Regions from separate parts of the Sus scrofa genome. Here region 1 is linked to region 2. A link is a contact called in public targeted proximity ligation data. All regions are on one chromosome and are shown on one strand. The core of a region is the stretch at or near the end of the contact, and the rest is flanking DNA. Distances in the headings are between cores, read along the strand shown.

The links.
Region 1: a targeted proximity ligation map of alveolar macrophages shows a contact between it and region 2. A contact is called at or near these places in 1 of 5 promoter capture datasets (liver), 10 of 47 Hi-C or Micro-C datasets (blood, embryonic fibroblasts, liver and 4 more) and 2 of 2 datasets of targeted methods (alveolar macrophages and skeletal muscle).

The regions. Positions count from the first base shown.
Region 1 is chr4:107,736,414-107,739,113 of Sscrofa11.1, forward strand. It overlaps RHOC (rho-related GTP-binding protein RhoC), which reads left to right. Exons shown (of 5, transcript XM_003125846.4): 5 at 693-1,292. The coding sequence ends at 866. MOV10 (putative helicase MOV-10) reads right to left here. Exons shown (of 20, transcript XM_005655442.3): 17 at 2,613-2,700; 18 at 2,445-2,533; 19 at 2,109-2,230; 20 at 1,676-2,019. The coding sequence ends at 1,934. Among named protein-coding and RNA genes, the nearest start is that of RHOC, 6.1 kb to the left of the region's middle.
Region 2 is chr4:107,661,312-107,664,011 of Sscrofa11.1, forward strand. No RefSeq gene overlaps it. Among named protein-coding and RNA genes, the nearest start is that of FAM19A3, 57 kb to the right of the region's middle.

The DNA of each region.
Region 1 (2,700 bases), core at 173-2,672, 75 kb after region 2:
AAACGGGCCCTAGTGTCTGAGCCAGTATATGATGAAACTGTCAGAGGACAAAGTGACCTGTCCAAGGGCACTTGGCAGCTTATCCATTGCCCACTGTTTGATGTTGGGGCTAGAAAGATGAATCAGAAAATCTCTGCCCTCAGGGAGCTGGCTTCTTACAATAAAGGTTTGCTTGGGATATGCAGGTAGAGCCACCTAAATACACCTGGGAGGTATGGGCTGAGGTGGATGCAGGACGAGGGCATTGAGTGGCTGGAACAAGGGCAGAGTGGGGGAGCTACCTTATTTGGGGTCCCGGTAAGTGGCTTTCTAGCCAGAGGTGAGTTAATCAGGGAGAACTGCCAGGCCAAGAAACATGGATTGTCCTCCAAGGATAATGTGGCAGGGTTTTAAATTGGGGACAGGTATGGTCAGGTCAGCATGTTAGAAAAATGAGTCTGGCAGCCCTACAGGATGGACTGGAAGAGAGTGAGAACAGAGGCAGGGTCGGTCAGTTAGGAGATCCTGATTCAGGTAAGAGAAGGGTGAACCGTGGGGTGTAAAGCCAATGAAGAGAATTTTGAAGGTAAACCTGAGTCTTGGGTCTCTAGCCAGACCCTGCCCATAGGGGCCAGGGCTGGAGGAGATCATTTGTTCCGGTTGCTGCACCTAGCCAGCAACTTCCTTTGACCTCTCACCTTCCACCTTCCCAGGAGCCTGTTCGATCTGAGGAGGGCCGGGACATGGCAAACCGGATCAGTGCCTTTGGCTACCTTGAGTGCTCAGCCAAGACCAAGGAGGGGGTGCGGGAGGTGTTTGAGATGGCCACTCGGGCTGGCCTCCAGGTCCGCAAGAATAAGCGCCGGAGAGGCTGCCCCATTCTCTGAGCTCCCCTCGGCTTCCCCTGCCTCCCTGCCTCCCTTCACAGGGCACAGAAGCTCCCCTCCCTACTAGGGATCCCTGCCCAAGGCTCCCTTTCCCAGTTCCCTCCTGCCCAGGACTGCATCGTTCCCCAGCTCTGAGGGTGGTGGCCAGCGGCCCTGGGAACCTAGGGCTGTGTCCTGCCTGTCCAGAGCCGTCCCTACTCCTGTTGCCTTGGTCCAGGGGTGGAGCCTTTGCTCCCTTAGGCCTTCCCCAGAGGATCATCACACCAGCACTTTATACACGTCTGGCTCACAGGAGAGAAGCTGGGGTAGGGGACCTGGAGGGTGTAACCCGGAGTCCTGGTCCCTGGTGTTTCTGCTTTGGGCAGAGGCCTTGGCTCTGGCTATACTTGGTGGGGGGCATGAATAAAGGCCACAGGCTCCAACTTGTGTGTGGCTTCCTGTCCTTCTCTCCTGGTCCCTGTCTTGGCTGTGAGCCTGGAGTCCCATCTCTTCAAACTGCTCGCCAGGCTGGCCCCCTGTCTGTAAAGGCAGGACTCCCGGGCAGGCAGGGTGGAGTCTTAGAGAAAAGGATGAGGTCATGCCTGGCTCTGGGCCTTGGAGGAGGGTAAGGGGGGAGTGGTCTAGAGCAGGGGCTAAACTTAGAAGCCTGTGGGTGGCCTCCCTGCCACCTCCCATTGGGTTTCCTCCCCTAGACATGGGGGTTGGGTTGCTTTCTAGCAGGGAAGTGGGGGTATGGCCCCTGGCAGTGTGTGAGAGTTCCACCCTCCCCTGTGGGGTCATCTTGGGAGTTCAGGAAGCTGGGGCCAGGCTGAGGAGACAAGGAGGCATAAAGATTTTTTTTCAGACTTTTTTCCTCCACCTTCCCCCGATTGTTAGCAGCTTGATGTGTCACTTTCCCCAGCAGGGAAGGGGTGGTGTGGTTGTAAACTCCCTCTCCAGCCTTCCTGTCCCCCAGAGGTACAGCGCAGCTGGAGTCTGGTTCAGGCCGGGGTCTAGTTCGGGGTCTAGTTCAGGGTCGGGTGGGAGGTTAAGGCTTGGCTGGTGTGAGAAGGCTGGCTGCTGTGTCCTCAGAGCTCATTCCTCCACTCTGGCTCCACTTGCAGGGGCAGACCCCCTTCACCCTCCTGGGGGAGGTAGTTGTGACTCCGGGGCCCTAGAAAGAAAAGAGGGGAGCTCTGTTTTAGTAACTTCCCTCCTCCCTCAGCGCTGTCCCCCACTCAGCCCACCCTGGCCCGGCCATACCTGAGGTAGAGGGGCTGAGCTTGCTCAGACCTTGGAGTAAGTTCTGTCCTTGCTGCAGGTCCAGTTTGGCAGGGAAGGGGCACCCGGTGTACCCCCCGTTTTCTTTACAGAACTCCAGGAACCTGTGGGGTACAGGGACATTCACACATGGCTGCACAGGGCTGGCTGAGCGCCAGCAGAGGCTGGAGGCCCAGCCTTGGTCCTGCACTTGGCTTGTACCTTGCCTCGGGGCAAGGTGCTCGACCTTTGCAAGCGGGGGATGTCGTTAAGATAAGATGGGAAGATGGACTGAGCCCACAGCTGTCCACCCAGAGGGATGGCAGGTGGGATGCTCACGCTTTCCAGTCGGGATCATGGCCCAGGAGGAGCGGGTTGCCCACCACGATGAGCAGAGCCTTGGCTCGGGTCACAGCCACGTTGAACCTCTGGGAAGAAGAGGGGGTGGGGTCACAGGAGAGAAGGGTCCTCAGGAGGGGAGTTCCTGCCACCCACCAGCCCTCAAACCTTGGGGTTCTTAAGGAAACCCAGGTTAAAGTCCAGATCGAGCTGCACAAAGCTTTGGCTGCTCCGCACGGTGGAGATGAGGATGACG
Region 2 (2,700 bases), core at 155-2,654:
CACCAACGTTACATGATTCACATTTCATAGTTTGTACGTCTACACATATTTTGTTCTTACCAAAATAGTGGAAAGTCACAAAATGCAGCTGTTTTCACTTTACTTCTTGACATGTGCATAGCCTACCCACACTTCCTACTTATAGCTTGTCGATGACTAAAAAGGGACTGAAAGGAAAGGAATGATACGTGGTCCTGTCTTTCCCTTTCCTTCTGTGTCACCATTGTCAGCTAGTGGTTGGCTAATTCAAGGAAGTAACAGCAGTAAGGAAGGGAATGATAAGGTTCCTTGGTTGTTCATGTTTCTTATAATGCTTCCTTCTGGTTTGAAGCAAGTTCTGGTTGGAAGAGAAAGTGTAGCCTCCATGGGCCGTCGGTATCCTGACCCCTTACTCAGACGTAGGCGTAGCTTGTCTACCTGGGGCTCCTCCTACACATGTGGGCCAATGCTTACTGGACATCATGAAAGCTACATGTAGATGGGGCAGCAAGGAATAACAGACATGCAGATTGCATGTGTCTCTTCTGCTCATGTGTATATTCCATTGTCCCAATGGATTTCACAAACACAAGGTCAAAGACAAAGTTATTAAGAATTTCAAGCAGATAGCAATAAAAGAAACATGTGGGCAGAATGTAGGAAAACCCGAAGGGACAACACCCTATTCTGGGCTGGTTGCAGCAGGATAGTCAGCTAGTGCCTTGGCCTGAAGGGACTAGCACCCTAGAAGGAGAGGGTGGTGGTGAAAGGGCTGCCTTGAGAAGAGCTGAGATTTTTGGTTGAGGGGTATTGCCAATCCCAGGCAACCCCACAGAGAAGGAACTGGTGAAACAGACACCTCAACCTCCCCTTCCTCCCTCCCTCCAGTCTCGCTTGGAGGTCCCCAATGCCCACTCCAATGGAAAGCCACAGGGCAAGTGGACCAACTTCCAGGGCAGAGAGCAGGGTGAAGAGAGGTGGATAGTGAATCTGGGAGGCAACAGAATGTGTTCCTGGGCCAAAGGGTAGGGCGAGAAGCCAGCTGGGCCATACAGACTCTCCTCCCTTAGGATCTGAATTCTGAGTGGAGCAACACAAGCCTAGAGGGGATTGGAGCTGATTCACTCTAAATGTGGAGTCGTGACAAAACTATTTGTTCTCGTTACCCAGATTCCTGAGCTGCCTTCGTTCCTGTCCTTTCCAAGACTTGGTTATTCAGCAGTTCCCCTAGGCTATGGGATGCCAATAACCTTACAGTAATTCTCCTTTTGCTTTAGTTAGCAAGAGCTAATTTTTTGCTTGAAACCAATCCCGAATGATAGAAACTACATGTGGGAGGAAGCCCTCAAACGGGCAGACTGGATTTTATGGGTTTAATGTGAGAGAGCCAGGGAGAAGGAAGACCAGTGAGGAGGTTCCTGCAATTTGAAGGATGATGAAAGACCTAAAACCAGGAACAATAGGAAATGACGTGGTGAGCCAGTCTCTGAGTCAGTCTCTGCCACAAGTTCTTATTTTAGATATTTAACCTCTTGTCAGACCACGTGGTGAACAAGGAAAGCTCTAATTTTGGGATTTGGAAAATGTAGTCACTATATTTGGTCACTTCCAATCATGGGCCCGGCATGGTGACATTTCAGGGAAAGACGAAGATTCATAAGCTCTAGGGCTGTTCCTTCAGGAGGTCACCTACATAAAAAGCTCTAATTTGAGGTAGACAGCAAGATGGGACTTAATGGAGGCAGCAGCAAAATCCAGAAGAGAGACTCATTCTGACAGTGGGTATCTGGGAGCCGCAAGAAGGACTAGACTTAAAGAGGATGCACTTTATTTTTCATTCCATTAAAGAAAAACATTATTCTGACACGTGCTAAATTAGTAAGGAAGACTTTATCCAGGGGAGACAAAGTGGACTCCATTCCCAATACAGCAAAGACAGCTGGGGATTTATGTCCAAGGAGCAGAATGAAGGGGTCAGTGGATGGCAAATTATGAGGAAGAGATGGCAAGGGTAGAAGGAGTCTTGCTAAACCGACCTAACAGGATCTTTGCTGAAGGCAAGGTCAAAACCTTGCACCTCAAAAGTAGGAATGAGGAACATCGGATGCTGAGGATGGGGGTATCCTCACCAAACTGACCTGGCAGAGTCCTTTGCTAGGACACAGGACAGGACACAGGATGGGGGCCAAGGTCAAAGCCTAGTTGAGAACAGGCTTCCAGGAGCCTGATTAAGGTTTGGTAAAGGAGTGAGCTTTGTCACTTCTCAGTATGTGCCCAGTGTTGCAGCTGCAAGCATTTCTGGGGTACAGGGAGGGATGTGCGTGGGGTACAGAAGGGGGGGTGGTTCACAAACAAATACACAGGCCTCGAGCCTGGGGATCTGGCTTTAGGCCGTCCACCTTCAACTGTAGGAATTTCTTCTGTTTTGGGGCAGATAGTAGAAACCCTTATTATACTAAAGCGAGGGGCTTATTTGCGCCCCAATGTGAAGCCAGCACAAGCTCCAGAGTTCCCATCCTGGCCTCAGCGTCTCAATGGCCAACAGTCTCCTTTCCAGTGACTGAGTGTAGCAGAGGGATGGAAGAGCTGGGAGACCAGGAGGAAGAGAGGGCCCAGGTGACACTCACACCTGGAGCCACTGGTGGCCCACACGCCCAGCCCGCTCACTCAGGTAAGAGCCACGTACTTGAACTAAAAATTATGGTGGGGAAGAAAAACAAA